Regions from separate parts of the Pan troglodytes genome. Here region 1 is linked to region 2. Evidence: chromatin contacts called from public Hi-C data. All regions are on one chromosome and are shown on one strand. Each heading gives the region's core, a stretch centred on a gene start, on an enhancer-like site or on the middle of the called end of the contact. The rest is flanking DNA. Distances are from core to core; before and after follow the strand shown. Region 1 holds the start of GDPD2 (glycerophosphodiester phosphodiesterase domain containing 2). Region 2 holds the start of PDZD11 (PDZ domain containing 11).

Evidence for each region. Hi-C and Micro-C count contacts between places; a contact is called where the count stands out from the background.
Region 1: a Hi-C map of stem cell-derived neural progenitor cells shows a contact between it and region 2, with 3 times the contacts expected there. The contact joins the promoter of GDPD2 here to the promoter of PDZD11 in region 2. A contact is called at or near these places in 1 of 7 Hi-C or Micro-C datasets (stem cell-derived neural progenitor cells) and 1 of 1 datasets of contacts at active chromatin or transcription factors (stem cell-derived excitatory neurons).

What each region holds. Positions count from the first base shown.
Region 1 is chrX:68,215,775-68,219,072 of NHGRI_mPanTro3-v2.0_pri, forward strand. It overlaps GDPD2 (glycerophosphodiester phosphodiesterase domain containing 2), which reads left to right and starts at 1,765. Exons shown (of 16, transcript XM_001153082.7): 1 at 1,765-1,854.
Region 2 is chrX:68,084,801-68,088,145 of NHGRI_mPanTro3-v2.0_pri, forward strand. PDZD11 (PDZ domain containing 11) reads right to left here and starts at 1,319. Exons shown (of 7, transcript XM_001152839.6): 1 at 1,147-1,319; 2 at 539-638. The coding sequence starts at 625. KIF4A (kinesin family member 4A) reads left to right here and starts at 1,271. Exons shown (of 31, transcript XM_016943591.4): 1 at 1,271-1,437; 2 at 1,725-1,865; 3 at 1,978-2,092. The coding sequence starts at 1,746.

The DNA of each region.
Region 1 (3,298 bases), core at 515-3,014, 130 kb after region 2:
GCTGACTGGCCTTGTAGCCTTCTGAGGTAGGTGCTCACAAGCCCTGCGCTTCATATCCATGCATTCTGAATCCCAAAACCCTTCTCCCCAAAAAAGCTCCCAAACCATCCCCAAACACTCAAAAGCCAAGACTCCTCTAGAATCCACCAGAGCCCAAGCAAAAGAAATTGAGCAACAATCTGCCTAGAATGAAGCCTGCCATGGACTAGGTGACCTGCTGGTCCTCCCTGGCCTCCTGCCAGCAAGCAGCCCTGCTTCTCTTTGCATTTTAATGCCGAGGGAGCAAGGGAGCCTCTGCCATTGCCAACTAGAGCCTCTGGATACAATGGGAAGCCTGAGTGGGAGGGGGGCCAGCTCTTGGCATAAGAGAGCCAGTCTTCCTTCTCACTGTTTGAAATCCAGTGTGTGTTGGGGGAGGGGTAAGCAGGCTTATCCCCAGAGAAAACATCCTTTCCCACCAACACTGCACTAATAGCCCCCAGACCTCGAGTCACCGCATCAGGCGTAATGTAGAGGGAGAGGTCAACCAAGCCAGCCCCTGGCCCCCATCCCACCCAGACCCCTGTGCTTTAGCACTAAGCAAACTATAGTGTGCTAGCCAGCCCTTCCCTGCTGATGCTGATGCTATAGTAACAGCATCTTTTCTATGTGTTCATCTTCCAAAAGCCTGTGACCCCAATATACTCTACACTCCTCAAAAGATTCTTGGAAAGAGACTCATATGCCTTAGGGACAAGGCAGCAGAAATGACACAAGTCCTGAATGAGCATCTCCTGTCTGGAGTGATGAGGGAAGGTGGGAGAACTGCTAGTGTCACCCAGGATCCAGAAGGCCCACGGGGACCTCTGGTCCAGAAACGGCAACTTGCTATCCAGAGTTCAGGAAGTAGCTTGCAGCTTCTGTTGCCCAGGCTGGAGCACAGTAGCACAATCTCAACTCACTGCAGCCTCGACATCCTGGGCTCAAGCAATCCTCCCACATCAGCCTCCCAAGTAGCTGGGACAAATGACCAAGGCTTGTCTTTGCTTTAAACCTGGCCTTGTGAGATGTCCCATGCAACTACCTAGTCTTTGGTAGGTGCACACCATCATGCCTGGCTAATTTTTGTATTTTTTGTAGAGACGGGGTTTCACCATGTTGGCCAGGCTGGTCTTGAACTCCTGACCTCAGGTGATCCACCCGCCTCGGCCTCCCAAAGTGCTGGGGTTACAGGTGTAAGACACCGCGCCAGGCTGCAGCTTCTTATACATGCACCTTGCTGAATTAGAAGTAGGAGCTCAATAGGGGAGGGAGCCTAATGAATCAAGGCTGTATTCCCAGGGAGCTTGAGACTTGATGTTAGGCTTACACACACACACACACACACACACATGCCTTTCCAGTGGGCTGGCTGGGCCTCTTCTCCTCACTGCCAAGTTGCAAAGTTGTGTGGTCACCTCCCCCCCCCCCCACCAGCTTCCCGCCAGCCTGTGCCCTCAGCCCTCGCCTCCCTGAGCCAGGACAAAGCCCCGGCAGTGACTGGGAGGGGAACAGGAGGAGGGACAGAGGGATGGGAAAGCCTGCACAAAGGAATTCCTCACCCCAAGCCCCCTGACCGCCAGCGAGTAAAGAAGCAGATTTGCTCTCCCTCCCGCTTCCTCCCTCCCATCTTCCCACCCGGGCTGTGCCCAGGCCACAGAGCAGCTGCAGGCCTTGGGAGAGGACCCACACAGCCTCCTGTAGGTGGCAACAGTGCCACCTGTTTGACTCATAGGGCTGAACCGAGGACTGAAAAAGGGAGGAGGCAGACCACTCGGAGAGGAGCTGGGAAGCAGTGCAGAGAGGAGAGCGGAGCGGAGCTGCCGCTGAGCAAAGGTGTGAGGGTTCGGGAAGGCTGGGGGGCTACAGGTGGGAGCTGTGGAGCAGAGACCAGCTCCATCCCACTGGGATTGGGCCGGGGGATTGAATGGCACCCCTGTCAGCTCCCCTACTTGGGGTTTTCAGGCTGCTCAGACCCTGATCCCATCCTACAGACAGCTCTTGAAGGGAGGGGACTCTGGAAGGCAGTGTCTGGGGTGCAGGGGTAGGACCCCAGGGGAGGCAAGAGCTTAGAGCAGGCTATCAAACCAGCTCCAAGATGGGCAGAGGCAAGGGCTTCCCTTTGGGTTGGCTTTTTACCGGGAAGGGTCTCGTAGAGGGGAGGGGTTTCCTTCCCCCAGCTCCAGCTCCTCACCCCTACCCTAACCCTCCTTTCCCAAGGCAGCATAAAGAGGGCAGTTCAGAAGCAGCCACACCTTCCTGCTTACCAGACCCACCCACCGTGCACCCCTCTAAGACTCCATAGCCTCGGGAGAGCTCTGAGGAGAAGAGGTCCTGTCCCTCAGCCCGCACGCACACATGCTCACACACTTTGGGTGTATCCAGGGGCTCCTTTACATACTCAAAGTCACCTAAAATCATATTGTACCGACAGCCAGTTGTGCTGTCGCGTGCAAATGCTGACACAAATCACATACCGTCTCGCGTAGAATCAGTCACGTACCCAGCCAAGTCTGGGGATCAGCTCAGTCAGCCAAACCCAGAAGCATAAGGTACAGGGGTCCCCTGCCCCAAGACAACCACACCCCGCATACACACCTTTGCCCTGCGTTTGTTGTACTTTCACCAAAGCTAACTTAGAGGGTGGGGCTCCTAAAGGCGAGTCTGGGCTTCTGGTTGGGGTTGGGGGATGACTGGGCAGGAAAGGGCAGGACTTGAGGGGAGGCTCTGTATGTTGAAAATCCAAAGATTCCTTTAGAAGACTGGGAGTGACCCAGGCAACACGTTCACCTCAAGTCTTTCTCTTTTTGGCAGTGCCCTTTGTCCCCTGAGAGGTGGACACAGAGAATCTTTCAGGGATTTGTGATCTGAATAATCTCTATATCCATAGCAACTGGCCAACTAGCTGGGCCTTCCTTAGCCCCAGGTCAGAACTGGAACCTTTGCTTCAGGTTACTCCTGCTTCCTGGGCTGGAAAGCAATTCAACATGGGGTTGCCTCCAGCTTGGCCAAACCTGCTTTAACTTGCTGAACTGAGTTTGTCCCACCCTGGGCAGTTTCTCTTGAGTTCTTACCCCCAGGGCAAGCACTCCATCCCCAGAGGTGTGTGCTGTTAAATGGGGAGGAGCTGGAGAGAGTGGATATGAATCCTGCCCGAAAAGAGGCTGGACCTCTTGGGTGTCCCACTGACTCTCCAGGTAACAAGATTAAAGGGAAACGAAGGCTCTGGAGACTGTCTCCCATTGCCAGGCTTGCAGCTGGGGCTGCTCGCCTCATCCAC
Region 2 (3,345 bases), core at 69-2,568:
TTTTTGAGATGGAGTTTTGCTCTTGTTGCCCAGGCTGGAGTGCAATGGCTCAATCTCGGCTCACTGCAACCTCTGCCTCCCAGGTTCAAGCAATTCTCCCGCCTCAGCCTCCCTAGTAGCTGGGATTACAGGCATGTGCCACCACGCCCGGCTAATTTTGTATTTTTAGTAGAGACGGGGTTTCTCCATGTTGGTCAGGCTGGTCTTGAACTCCCAACCTCAGGTGATCCGCCTGTTTCGGCCTCCCAAAGTGCTGGGATTACGGGCATGAGCCACCGCGCTGAACCTCTTAACAGTATGGAAATGAAGGCTCCAAATTTCCAGAATTAACCGGTGTGAACAGACCCTAGCAGGAGGCTTCCATAAAGAAGTTCCCAATGGGTCCTGTTGCTCAGAATCCAGCTTCTGGGTCCTCTGGCTACCAGTGCTAAGATTCACTCTCCGTTTTGCCTTCTAACCCTGCTATCCTACCTTTCATGCATCATCTCATGCCCACGGGGAAAAAAACCTCCTACTCTGGAATACAGATGGTTCCCACCTCATGAGGAGGAATCCATGCTGGAGGATTCTCATAGGCAGGCAAGAAAACCACTGGGTAGTCATCATAAGGAATCCGGCTGTCCATCTCGGGCAAGGCCCTGGAAGAGTGAATCAGAACAGACAAAAAGTGGTTCAAAAGGGAGAGCAGCCCAGCAAGTTTCAGACAGCAGCTCCAACCCATTCCAAGGCAGTCAGTCTACAGGCCCAGCCCATATCTAGGTGTTAAGGTTGGAGGAGAGAAGGAAGACAGAAGAAAACTCTTAACTTAGCTAAACATCTTCTGGATGCCAAGCAACCTGTCAGGTACTCTAGAAAGAGGACCTCATTTTTCATAATCCTGCAAAACAGATGTTACCGTCTCAAACCTGGAGAAGAGGAAATCAGGGTCGAGTCTAAAAAGATCTACTTTCGAAGCCCAAGGGAGTGTTAACTATCCGCAGGGACTCGGGGCAAGGCACCGCCCCACATTTCCTAGATGTGATTAGTAATGGTAGGGTCCTTAGATCGACCCTTCCTTCTTCACCTGACCAGCCACCTCCCACGTCCCCGCCCCACATTCTGCCTGAGACCCGCACTCTCAGCCGCATAAACGCCGCACCACCTCACCAGTGGGCAGTCCACAGCGACCTCAGACTCGGCTCACCGACAATTCAGTCTGGGAACCGGAAGCGGATGCTCCGCAGGGTCGAAAAGAGGCCGGGCCAGGGTGCAACGAGCTGACCCTCCCCTTCCCACCGCGCCGGCCTGCGCGCGCCGACGTGCGCGCTCCGCCCTCGGGCAGTCCGCACTGCAATTGGTTGGCGTCTCCGGGACGGATTTGAAACTTGGCGGTTAAAACTCCGGCTGGGACAGGGCGGCGGGAGGCCCAGGGAGAACGGGGAAGGGACATTTAGTTTGGTGAGTTACGGGGGCACACCTTAGCTCAGAACCTGTTTTTACCCAGTACCCTAGGGCTTTGGTTCTTTGTCGCCGTCCCCGTTGGAGTTTTTTCTTTGCCTTTCAGAAGCCCGTGCCCTCTCTTTAGAGTGCAGGGCTGACGGGCGGTCCAGCCCTGGCCAAGTCATGGAGCGTGAATCTCCCAAGTCAGTGTTCCCGCTGAGGAGGGTCGGAACCGGGGAGGACGCCCTCCCACCCCTGCTGACCTACTAACATTCATCAGCGAGCCTTCTTTTTCCCCCTCGCAGAGACGGTGCTGAGATAGGATCATGAAGGAAGAGGTGAAGGGAATTCCTGTAAGAGTGGCGCTGCGTTGTCGCCCTCTGGTCCCCAAAGAGATTAGCGAGGGCTGCCAGATGTGCCTTTCCTTCGTGCCCGGAGAGCCTCAGGTGCGTAGCAGAGTCCAGAGCCTGTGTCTGAACAGCTGGGGCCAAATGGTAACGAGGGGTGTGGTCTTGCCTTTCATTTTTAACCTTACGCCTTGTCCCGTGCCTTCTCTAGGTGGTGGTTGGTACAGATAAATCCTTCACCTACGATTTTGTATTTGATCCCTCTACTGAACAGGAAGAAGTCTTCAATACAGCAGTAGCGCCACTCATAAAAGGTGTATTTAAAGGTAAGGCGATTTGATTCCTCGAACATAACATATATTCCTTGAGCATATACTATGTGCCAAGCACTGTGCTTGGGCACTGCAAATACAGGAATCGATGAATCATGATTCCTGCCTTCAAGAAGCCCTTAGCCTAATAACATTTGTCAACGTCTCTGTACCCTTGAAGCTAGTTTTATTCTGTATTTGCTTTATGTGGTTCTGTTCATCTTTGACTTGTATATGTTTGTTTATCCTGGAACTTCATTAGATTATAAACTCTGTGGTGGTTGCTGATGGTGATAAGTGTGCCAACCTACTTGAGGCTCAGGCACTGCAAAGCTTGTTGAGGGATTCAGGTGATAAATAATATAGCTTCGAGGCCCTGAAGGAGTTCAAAGTCCAGGGATAGGAATGGAGATAGATGACTACATAAATAATTTTGAATATATAAAAATTTTTAAATTTTTTGTACCTATCTTTTAGAAGAAAAATTTTTCAAGTTAAAAATATACAACAGAGTCAGTCCTATGGAAGTAGTAGCTCTGCTCTCATACAAAGTGGTATGAAAAACAAAAGGATGGCTCTAACTCTGGGGAATTTGGGGTGAATTTCACAGAGTGGGAAAACTTTGAGATGGGTCTTGAATAAGGAGTATACTTCTTTTAGGTGGAGAAGGGGAGTGCCTAAAGCCTCTGAATACTATCACCAGTTAATAATCTTTATTGGGGAAGCTAAGTCTTTAATGCTGTTGAGGACCATAGCAGGGTTCTAAAGAAGGGAGCAGTGCCTGAGAGATGTCTAATTATTATTCTAATACAGTGGTTATTCAAGATTCAAAACAGAGGTTCATTTAAAAGAAGTAGAATCATGGCATGCTAGTGCCTTAAAGTTGAAAGAGACATTTGTATATCATCTAGTTTGTTTTTCATCCAAAGAAAAATGCGTTCTAACAATATCTGTTAGGTGAACTGCCAGTGTCTAAAATTTTTTTGACAGGGAACTCACTGACTCACAGGTAGTCCAGTTGAGATTTGGGTTTTGGACAAGTCTAATTATGTTATAAAGATCTTTATAATGAGATGAAATTTGCTTCCTGGTAATTTCTACCCAGTGATGTTAGTTCATTCCTTTAGAAGCCTTCTTCTAGGCAACAGCTATTCACATAATTTTTCACGTTTTTTTGTTTAATGATATGGCTCAAGGAACACTGAAATTTTTGTTTCAAAATTTTAAGATATTAATGCAATAATTTCAAACGTATAGAATGTTGCAAG